3 separate regions of the Sus scrofa genome follow, and all the other regions are linked to region 2. Evidence: chromatin contacts called from public HiChIP or PLAC-seq data. All regions are on one chromosome and are shown on one strand. The core of a region is the stretch at or near the end of the contact, and the rest is flanking DNA. Distances in the headings are between cores, read along the strand shown.

What was found. HiChIP or PLAC-seq counts read pairs in DNA pulled down with a chosen protein or histone mark.
Region 1: a contact with region 2 is called in an H3K27ac HiChIP or PLAC-seq map of alveolar macrophages. The contact joins two enhancer-like sites. A contact is called at or near these places in 1 of 47 Hi-C or Micro-C datasets (embryonic fibroblasts) and 1 of 2 datasets of contacts at active chromatin or transcription factors (alveolar macrophages).
Region 3: a contact with region 2 is called in an H3K27ac HiChIP or PLAC-seq map of alveolar macrophages. The contact joins two enhancer-like sites. A contact is called at or near these places in 2 of 47 Hi-C or Micro-C datasets (embryonic fibroblasts and fibroblasts) and 1 of 2 datasets of contacts at active chromatin or transcription factors (alveolar macrophages).

Annotation. Positions count from the first base shown.
Region 1 is chr6:105,962,167-105,965,405 of Sscrofa11.1, forward strand. The region is part of intron 3 of COLEC12 (collectin-12); the gene reads left to right. Among named protein-coding and RNA genes, the nearest start is that of THOC1, 75 kb to the right of the region's middle. Within about 2 kb of position 1,410, at least 5 of the 83 cell types and tissues checked have an H3K27ac peak or open chromatin away from gene starts, as enhancers often do. A contact at or near this core is called in alveolar macrophages, where this site is marked.
Region 2 is chr6:105,827,508-105,830,336 of Sscrofa11.1, forward strand. The region is part of intron 1 of COLEC12 (collectin-12); the gene reads left to right. Among named protein-coding and RNA genes, the nearest start is that of COLEC12, 21 kb to the left of the region's middle. Within about 2 kb of position 1,289, at least 2 of the 83 cell types and tissues checked have an H3K27ac peak or open chromatin away from gene starts, as enhancers often do. A contact at or near this core is called in alveolar macrophages, where this site is marked.
Region 3 is chr6:106,018,422-106,021,648 of Sscrofa11.1, forward strand. All of the region lies in intron 1 of LOC110261178 (a long non-coding RNA gene), which reads right to left. Among named protein-coding and RNA genes, the nearest start is that of THOC1, 19 kb to the right of the region's middle. Within about 2 kb of position 1,455, at least 7 of the 83 cell types and tissues checked have an H3K27ac peak or open chromatin away from gene starts, as enhancers often do. A contact at or near this core is called in alveolar macrophages, where this site is marked.

The DNA of each region.
Region 1 (3,239 bases), core at 160-2,659, 130 kb after region 2:
TTCTCCCTTTCTGTCTTGCTTAGACATAGGTCCTGCAAGAAGCCTCTGAAAGCTGAGTTAGGTGCCCTCCTGCTGGTCCCTGTGGCATCCTTTTTTGCTCTTAGCCCCTATCACACTGTATCATTATGGCCAGTGGGTCTCTTTCACAACCCAAACCCAAAGCTCCACAAAGACCATAGACTATCTTTTTTATTTGTATCTCCCACTAGCACCCTGCCTGATGGTCCTTAATAGGTACCCAATAAAGTTTACTGAATAAATTAATGAGAAGAAAGATGGATGGATGGATGGATGGATGGATGGTGAATTGTAGATTAGGGCTGACTTCTGTAAAAGCAATAAACTGAAGCCCAAGGACCTCTAAGCCAATTGCTGCAACTCAGAACACTGCCTAGGAGCTAAAATTCTGAAGATCACTTGGCTTCCTCTTCATCTCACTAGGATGAAGGGGGAGGAGGTTGAGGGGGGAAGAGATTGAGAGAGTGAGACAAGTTGGAGACAAGATGATATTCTTGCCCCTTTTTCTCTCCTTCAAGATTCCCATTCCTCAGGCCTCTACTGACAAAAATAAGATAATACAACATGCAATTTTGGTCTTCAAACACAGCCTTAATGAACTAAAATGTTGACATTTTCCAGATGTGTTTTCTCTTTACTTGAATGATGATTCCTCTTTCTTGCTGATAAGATTCTGGTGACCCAGCATGGTAAGAGGTAGAAAGATAAGTTCTCCCTTCACACATCTCCTTTTGAAGTCTGGAGAAACTCTCTCCACTTTAAAAAAGAAAGGAAGGAAGGGAGGGAGGGAAAGAAAGCAAGAGAGAAAGACAGGAAGGAAGGAAAATATTCAGTGGAAGAAGAGGTTTCTCTGAAGGAGAAGTTGGAAGGAAATAAAATAGAAACTCCTTTATTCATCAAAGTTAAACTCAATGGCGTTTTCCTCAAAACTGTCCTTTACTTCTCCTTTCATGTCACTTATGCAACTACAAGTTAGTATATAACTTAAGTTCCTTGCAGAGAATTTGCTGAACAAGTCGGAGGATTGCTGAGTCACCCAAACCAGTCAGGACACTGGCTGTGACCGTGAGGCATGCCAGCCCCTTGACAGAAAGCACATTCTTGGACAGTTACAGCTTGGTGCACCCTCTGCACTGTGCTTTTCATTAGAAGGCAATGGAGCTTCCATGGTAGAAGCCACCTCCTGAATTCAGTGGGTCATTTTTCCCCCAGAACATTCCCTGAACAGGAAAATCCTACTCTGTGGTCCTGCCCAGCAGGCATCCACCTTAAGGTAATTAGGATAAAGAAGAAAGACAGACATCTGACTCTTTCTCATTCGGAACCTCCTCTGAGGCAACAGTCCTAGTCATAGGTGTCTGCCTTGCTGCTTAGCTCTGCCAAAGTGGCCATTACAGCTGGGCAAGTAGGCTTTCAGATGTGCATCAGAGCACAGTCACTGTTGTGAGAATCCAGGATAACACCCTATAACCAGATCTTCTGTATTTTTGTAAGGAAACCTGAAATAGTGTTCAAGGTAGAAATGTCTTTATTGCATTCTAAGGGAGCGTAACTGATATTACCAGGAAGTCCCAAATACCAATGAGGGAGGTTTGTTTCCCACAATCAGACTGGTACAGACCCTCGTGAGCACCAGGCAGGAGTTCTGCTCTCGTTCCCTGTCCCCAGGGCCTGGGCTGTGAGCTGTGTCTCTTGTATCCTTTGTGTCAAGCCCTGGGCCACAAACATGACAGATAATTGGTAAACATCTGAGGATGGTGACTGTAAAGGGAAGATAAAGAAGATATAATCCTTCCCCCCAAGGGACTTTTCTTGAAAGAAATCATATTTAGGAAAAAAATACTTGATGAGAGGCCATGTGGAATTATAAAACAAGTAGGTTTTAGAGTGAGATCTCTCTCCTGACCTGGTATCCCACTTAGTCACTTAGAAGCTGTGTGACTGTGGGAAGGTTACTGAACATCTCTGAGCCTCAGTTTTTTTTTTCATCTGTAAAATAAAAGTTGTAAGGATTAACTGCAGTGAGGATGTGCTGCACCTTGCAAAGAGTAGGCATTCAATCAATAGAAGTTTTTGTTGTTGTTTTTGTTTTTTGCCATTCTGATTAAAAGCCCTATTGGTGTGGAGTCAGCTCATGAGAGAAGGCTTGGCATGATGGGCCAGTGAGATTTGGAGTAGACTTGAAAGGATGGGTGGAATCAAGAAGAAGAAAGAAGAGGTTAGTGGCCCAGGCCAGGGGATGATACCAAAGTGTTTTTATAGAAAAGGTATTATTGTCAGATTATCCTAGAGAAGTGGGCTTCAGGTACTTGAAGTGGGGTGAGGAGCAACACTCCAGCTATAACACCTAAAACATCGATGTTTTGAAGGAAAAAAATCTGTCAAGGAACACTTTACAAGAATGGGGAGCTTGTGACAAAAGACTGCTAATGACCCTTCTATGTCACATGCTTGTTTTCCTCATAGGAGAACAAGTCTGTAAACTGAGGTCTCCTCCAAAGACAGGGAGTTTCTAGGGTCAGAGAAGATGGCTTTGCCACTATTTTCCTGACTGAAAATTTGTGCTAATGAGTTAAGAGGAAAAACAAAACAAAACAAAAACCCAAAAATGCTACATGCTATTATGGCAAGTGTTACTTCTGGCTCTCCATCAGTCTGGTGTTTTTACGCAGTAGCCAGCTGCCAGCTTTGCTAGCCTGAATATACCCAGATCCTATTTTTATACACTGACACTCACACCCCAGTGCAAGTTACTAGTTCACTGGCATTTGTGGGTGGGGCAAAGAGTTTCCTAGCATCAAAGAGAAACAACAGTTTTTTTAATGAATGTATTTATTCCTTTTACTCTATGCAAACCTGAATGATCTATCTGTGACAGTTCTGTGTTTTTAAAAAGTAAAATGGAAGAAAAATTAGAGAGGGTAGAAAATGACTGCCTGTCAGCATATTCAGAGGTTTCTTTGGTTTCCAGGAAAAAAGGGCAGGACTTAAGGTCCTGTGTGTGGTTTGAGGACAGACGGAGGCATGTGTTTTGATTTGAGGATCAAAAACTGAACCTATACTTGTAAACATCCCATATTATTTTTTTAAGTGCAGCTTTGCTAAAATGCAGATGAGATATTCTGTTCCTTGGTGTTTCCAGGGACTTAGGAATATGCATGCCTTTCAGATGACCCTCAGGTGCAGATTATTATAACTATATCTCTGTGTCTCTATAGTCA
Region 2 (2,829 bases), core at 39-2,538:
GAGGGAGAGAGAAGTCAGTCAGACTAAATGCTGCATGGGAAAAAGACCAGAGAGGAGAAAGAAAACAAACAAACAAACTAATGGTAGGTCTGCTGAAAAGAAGCTTAGAGAGAGCAGAAATTTTAAAGCTATTTGTTGTTGGGGTCACAGTGTAACTGCTTTTTCCTGTGCACTGTGAAGTCCTCAGTGACAGCTCCTTGGCCCACAACTGGGCATGTCAGCAGATGCTTTTGCAAATGTGGCTCAGGAGTGGACGGTCTGGGGCTGGCAGGGAAGGCTGGCGTATGGATGGATCGTTACCTGTGTTCGTGTCTCATCAACTCCACTAGTCTGGAAGCATTTAGTGAATGAGTGAATAAATGAAAGCATGGGTTTCTATCTTAGCGGCAGATAAGGGTTTCTCTTTAATCCAGACTGGACCAGACCTCTCAGCCATTAATAGAAGAGTTAGGAGTTCCATTGTGTCTCAGTGGGTTAAGGACCTGATATTGTCTCTGTGAGGATATGGTTTGATCCTCAGCTTTGCCCAGTGGATTAAGGATCTGGCCTTGCCGCAAGCTGCAGTGTGGGTTGCAGATGTGACTGGGATCTGGCCTTGCTGTGGCTGTGATATAGCCCGGCAGCTGAAGCTCTGATTCAGCCTCTAACCTGGGAACTTCCATGTGCTGCAGATGCAGAAGTAAAAAGAAAACAGTACAAGACAAAATGAAAAACCAAACAAACAACAAAAAGAGAATTACTTAGGGAAGCAGTAGGGGCTTCATATGTATTTGTTGGATTAACCAATCACCGAGTCACGGAGAAGGATGCTGTTCTTCCGGTTGTAAGCACATTCTTCCATCTAGAAGGAACTAAAGCTTTAATCCTTGACATAGGAAGATGATTTGAATTGTGAAAACCTAGTTTTCTAGATTCCAAGAAAGATCTCTTCCCTATTCTCTGAATAAGGAAACAGTGATCAAATACAAATAGACCCACTTCTCCATTTTCTTAGGAGTCTTCATCCTGTAACTCATATTTTCATAGCACTTCATACCAAACTAGTGTGCCAGGCTTCAGCACTTTGTGTGGTATATATCATGCATCTAGGGTTTTTCTCTAATATTTCAAGGTTCGGTTATAGCCAGGTCCTGTGTCCCATTTGGGGGCTGAAAAATATGACCACAGAGGCTATATTCCCCCCCCTTCCCCCGAATGTCTTTTTTTTTTGAAAGCCTGTCAGCTTCTTGAGGGAAGGGACTGAGACTCACTCATTTCTGCTGCCCCACCGCCTGGCAGTCTCTGGTCCATAGTGAATCAGTGCTTATGAACTGAACTGCACATGGGGATGGAGCTGGGTCCTGGTGCAGAGATGGTGACCAGCTCAAGAATAATTGATTAGACAATAGGCAAGACATGGAAGCAACCTAAATGCCCATGGCCAGGAATTCCTGGCGCAACAGAAACAAATCCAACTAGGAACTGTGAGGTTGTGGGTTCCATCCATGGCCTCGCTCAGTGAGTTAAGGAACTGGTGTTGCTGTGAGCTCTGGTATAGGTTGCAGATGTGGCTTGGCTCCTGCGTTGTTGTGGCTGTGGTGTAGGCTGGCAGCTGTAGCCCCAATTCAACCCCTAGCTTGGGAACCTCCATGTGATACACACACACACACACACACACACGCATTTTCTCTCACACACACACACAAAATAGAATACCACTCAGCAACAAAAAAAGAGTGAAATAGTGCCATTTGCAGAAACATGGATATACTTAGAGATTATCATACTAAGTAAGGTAAGTCAGAAAAAGAAAGGTAAATACCATATGATATCACTTATATGTGGAATCTAAAATATGACACAAATGAATTTATTCATGAAACAGAAACAGATTCACAGACATAGAAAACGGTTACCGAAGGGCAAGGGGGTGGGGAAGGATAAATTACAAGTTTGAGAGGAGCAGATACAAACTACTATATATAAAATAGATAACAAGGGCCTACTGTATTGCACAGGGAACTATATTTAATATCCTGTAATAAACCATAATGGGAAAGAAAAGAAGAAGAACAATTGATTAGGGCTCCTTGCAAAGGCCTGGTTTTGACATCTTATTTCAAAAGTATCATTAAATCGCACAATAAATTGCCAGACCCACGCCTGGTAGAAGTGTCAGCTGAGAAGTTCTTTATCAGTGTGATAAGGAATTGCATCATGTTCATGTAAGGAAGGGGATAAGCTTTTGGTAGAAAGCATGGCTGACGTAACATCTCTCTTGTTTCCACAGTGGCCCTACTTTTAGGAATTCCCACAGCAAGGCTGTCTCTCTTTTTTTTTTTTTTTGCTTATTTACGGCTGAACCTGTGGCATATGGAAGTTCCAAGGCTAGGGGTCAATCAGAGCTACAGCTGCCAGCCTACACCACAGCCACAACATGGGATCTGAGCCACATCTGCAACTTACACCACAGCTCGTGGCAACACCGGATCCTTAACCCATTGAAGAAAGCCAGGGATCGAATCTGCATCCTCATGGATACTGGTCTGGTTTGTTACCCTGAGCCACAGCAGGAACTCCCAGCAAAGCTGTCTTTTGAAATGCATTTACTAGGAAACCATCCATGAGCCCCATGTATCCAGTAGAGAGAGTGGGGAAGGATTTAGCTGTCCTTGTAGGAGTCATGCCAGACTCCTGAGGTGGTGGAAAAGGTGATCTCAGAGCCTCGCATCAGAAAAGGAGGGCTTTAGCTTCAGTTACATGAAGATAACTTGACCCTTTGGCCAGTTGGTTATTCAGTCATTCATTCACCAAAATTTATTAAGCCCCTGCTCTGTGACAGGCACCATT
Region 3 (3,227 bases), core at 205-2,704, 190 kb after region 2:
TACAACTCACCCATAAAAAAGAACAAATTAATCTGATTTGCAGCAACATGGATGGAACTAAGACTCTCATACTAAGTGAAGTAAGAAAGAGAAAGACAGGAGTTCCCGTTGTGGCGCAGTGGTTAACAAATCCGACTAGGAACCATGAGGTTTCGGTTTGATCCCTGGCCCTGCTCAGTGGATTAACGATCCAGTGTTACCATGAGCTGCGGTGTAGGTCGCAGACACAGCTTGGATCTGGCGTTGCTGTGGCTCTGGCACAGGCCGGGGGCTACAGCTCCGATTAGACCCCTAGCCTGGGAACCTCCATATGCCGCAAGAGTGGCCCAAGAAAATGGCAAAAAGACAAGACAAAACAAAAAAGAAAAGAAAAGAAAAAAGAAAGAGAAAGACAAATACCACATGATATCACTTATATGTGGAATCTAAAATATGACACAAATGATCCTATCTACAAAATAGAAACAGACTCTCAGACATAGAGAACAGACTTGTGGTTGCTGGAGGGGAAGTGGGGGGAGGAAGTGGGATGGACTCCGGGTTTGGGGTTGGTAGATGCAAACTATTACATTTAGAATGGATGAGCAATGAAGTCTTGCTGTATAGTACAGGAAACTATAACCAGTCTACTGGGACAGACCGTGATGGAAGATAACATGAGAAAAAGAATGCATATATATATATATGTATGTATGACTGGATCACTATGCTGTACAGCAGAAACTGACACAACACTGTAAATCAACTCCACTCTAAAAAAAAGAAAACAAAAATAAAAATAATTATTTTCCAAAAATAACAATAAAACCTTGCATTAAATGAAACTGGTTAAGTGCCTTGTGTACTATGAAATTCCTTTGATGAGTGAGTCACATTATTTATGGACTGTTGGAAGACCAACCTTTTATTGTACAAATTGCCAACTGATCATTTGGAAAGGAACCAAAGAGTCAGGAAGAGCTCCTTCTCACAGTAATGCAGAAAGACACACAAAGCATGACCCAGATATCGAAAGGGGCCGGCACTGCTAGCAGAAGCCATTCATGATTGAGTGAGGACACTGCTGCCTGGAATCTCTAATAACAAAGAAAACATGGAGGAAAAGGTGGAGAGAAACACTGCCCAGGGTGAAATACAATGGGGAGACCAGAAGGATCAGGGAGGGGTCTGGCTTCAGTGAACAAACAAGATGTAAAAGGATCCCATTTTTCTAGTCTCCCAAAAATCTGAATCCAACTAGACAACATATTTGATTGCAAGTATTTATCTTTTCCATGCATTCCATCTCAGTTAGAATGAAGAGAAGAGGATATTAATTTGGATAACACTAGCTGCTATAACAAACAGCCCCTCAAAAAAGTATAAATGGCTCAAAGACCACAGAAATTTCCTTCCCACAATTCAGTGTGAGGGAGATACTGTTTGGCAGCTCTCTCTTACGTGGCCATTCAGGAACCCAGGCTCCATCCATTTTTTGACTGTGTCATTTCCTAGGGCTTTGTCATCTTCTGCTCAAGACACTAAAAGGGGAACAAGTATGAAAAGGGCACTTAAGAACCCTGCCTCCCAGAAAAAGAATGTGTGTGTACATACATACACACACACACACACACACCCCTACAACTGGGTCACTTTGCTGTACAGCAGAAATTGACAGAACTTTATCAATCAACTATAATTTTTAAAAAAATGTTTTTCAAACCCTGCCTCTTGGAGTTTCTGTCGTGGCTCAGTGGTTAACGAATCCAACTAGGAACCACGAGGTTGCAGGTTTGATCCCTGGCCTTGCTCAGTGGGTTGAGGATCAGGCGTTGCCATGAGCTGTGGGTAGGTCACAGACCTATCCTGATTTGCTGTGGCTGTGATGGAGGCCGGCAGCTTAGACCCCTAGCCTGGGAACTTCCACATGCTGAGGGTGTGGCCCTAGAAAAAGGTAAAAAGACAAAAAAAATAAATAAATAATAAAAAAATAAAACAATAAAACACTGCCTCTTAAAATTCTGCCTCTTGGAGTTCCCTTCATGGCTTAAGCGGTTAACGAACCCAACTAGTATCCATGAGGATGTGAGTTTGATCCCTGGCCTCGCTCAAAGGGTTAAGGATCCGGTGTTGCCGGGAGCTGTGGTGTAAGTCAAGCACTTGGCTCTGATTTGGTGTTGCTGTGGCTGAGGTGTAGGCTGGCAGCCATAGCTCCAATTCAATCCCTAGCCTGGGAACTTCCATATGCTGAGGGTGTAGCCCTTAAAAAAAAAAAAAAAAAAAGGCAAAAAAACCTCTGCCTCTTGGGAGTTCCCTCATGGTTCAGCAGGTTAAGGATTCAGCCTTGTCACTGCTGTGGTTCTGGTTATAGCTATGATGCAGGTTTGATCGCTGGCCAAGGAATGTCAGCACGTGGCAGGTGTGGCCAAAAACAAACAATGAACAAATGAAAATAACACCCTGCCTCTTAAAAACCCTAGCTTGAGAACGACATCACAAATCATTGCCTAGAACTTCGCCGCAAGGGTGCAAAGAAATGTAGTCTAGCTGAATGCCCAAAGAAAAAGAAGAAATGGATTTCTTGGTCAATGTCCAACCAGCTGCTTAGAAAAAAATGAATGCTTTATTCATTTCTGCATGAATGCCTTCTGCTGTGCATTACATGTTAGTGGTAAGTAAACATTAGTAAAACGGAGTGTTTGAGTAACTACTGAGATCACAGTAGTAATAATTATTAACTTACTAAGAGCTAGTAATGTGTGCATTCCTAAATTATTTATACATGTTATCTTATTTAGTCCTTGAAGTTTTGTGTACTTTTAAAGATGAGAAAACGGGCACGGAGAGACACATTGAAAGTCACATAGCTGGAGAGTGGCAAGCTTGAATTTGAATCCAGATTCCTCATTCCTATCCACTATGCCTTGCTTTCTCCCAGAGTGTAACTTTTAACCATAACTTTTACTTGTGCATATAGCAACTAGCTTTTAGAATACTGTCACCTGAAATTTAATATGACGTGTCTCGAGTGGATATAAATGGATGGGGTCAGTGTGACAATTTTTAAGTCTGGAGCTTCCATTGTAATGATAACCTTTTTTATGGAGTTCCCATAGTAGCTCAGTGGAAACAAATCCAACTAATAACCATGAGGTCGCTGGTTCGATCCCTGGCCTCAGTCCGTGGGTTGAGGATGCGGCGTTGCTGTGAGCTGTGGTGTGGGTCGCAGACACAGCTTGGATCTGGCT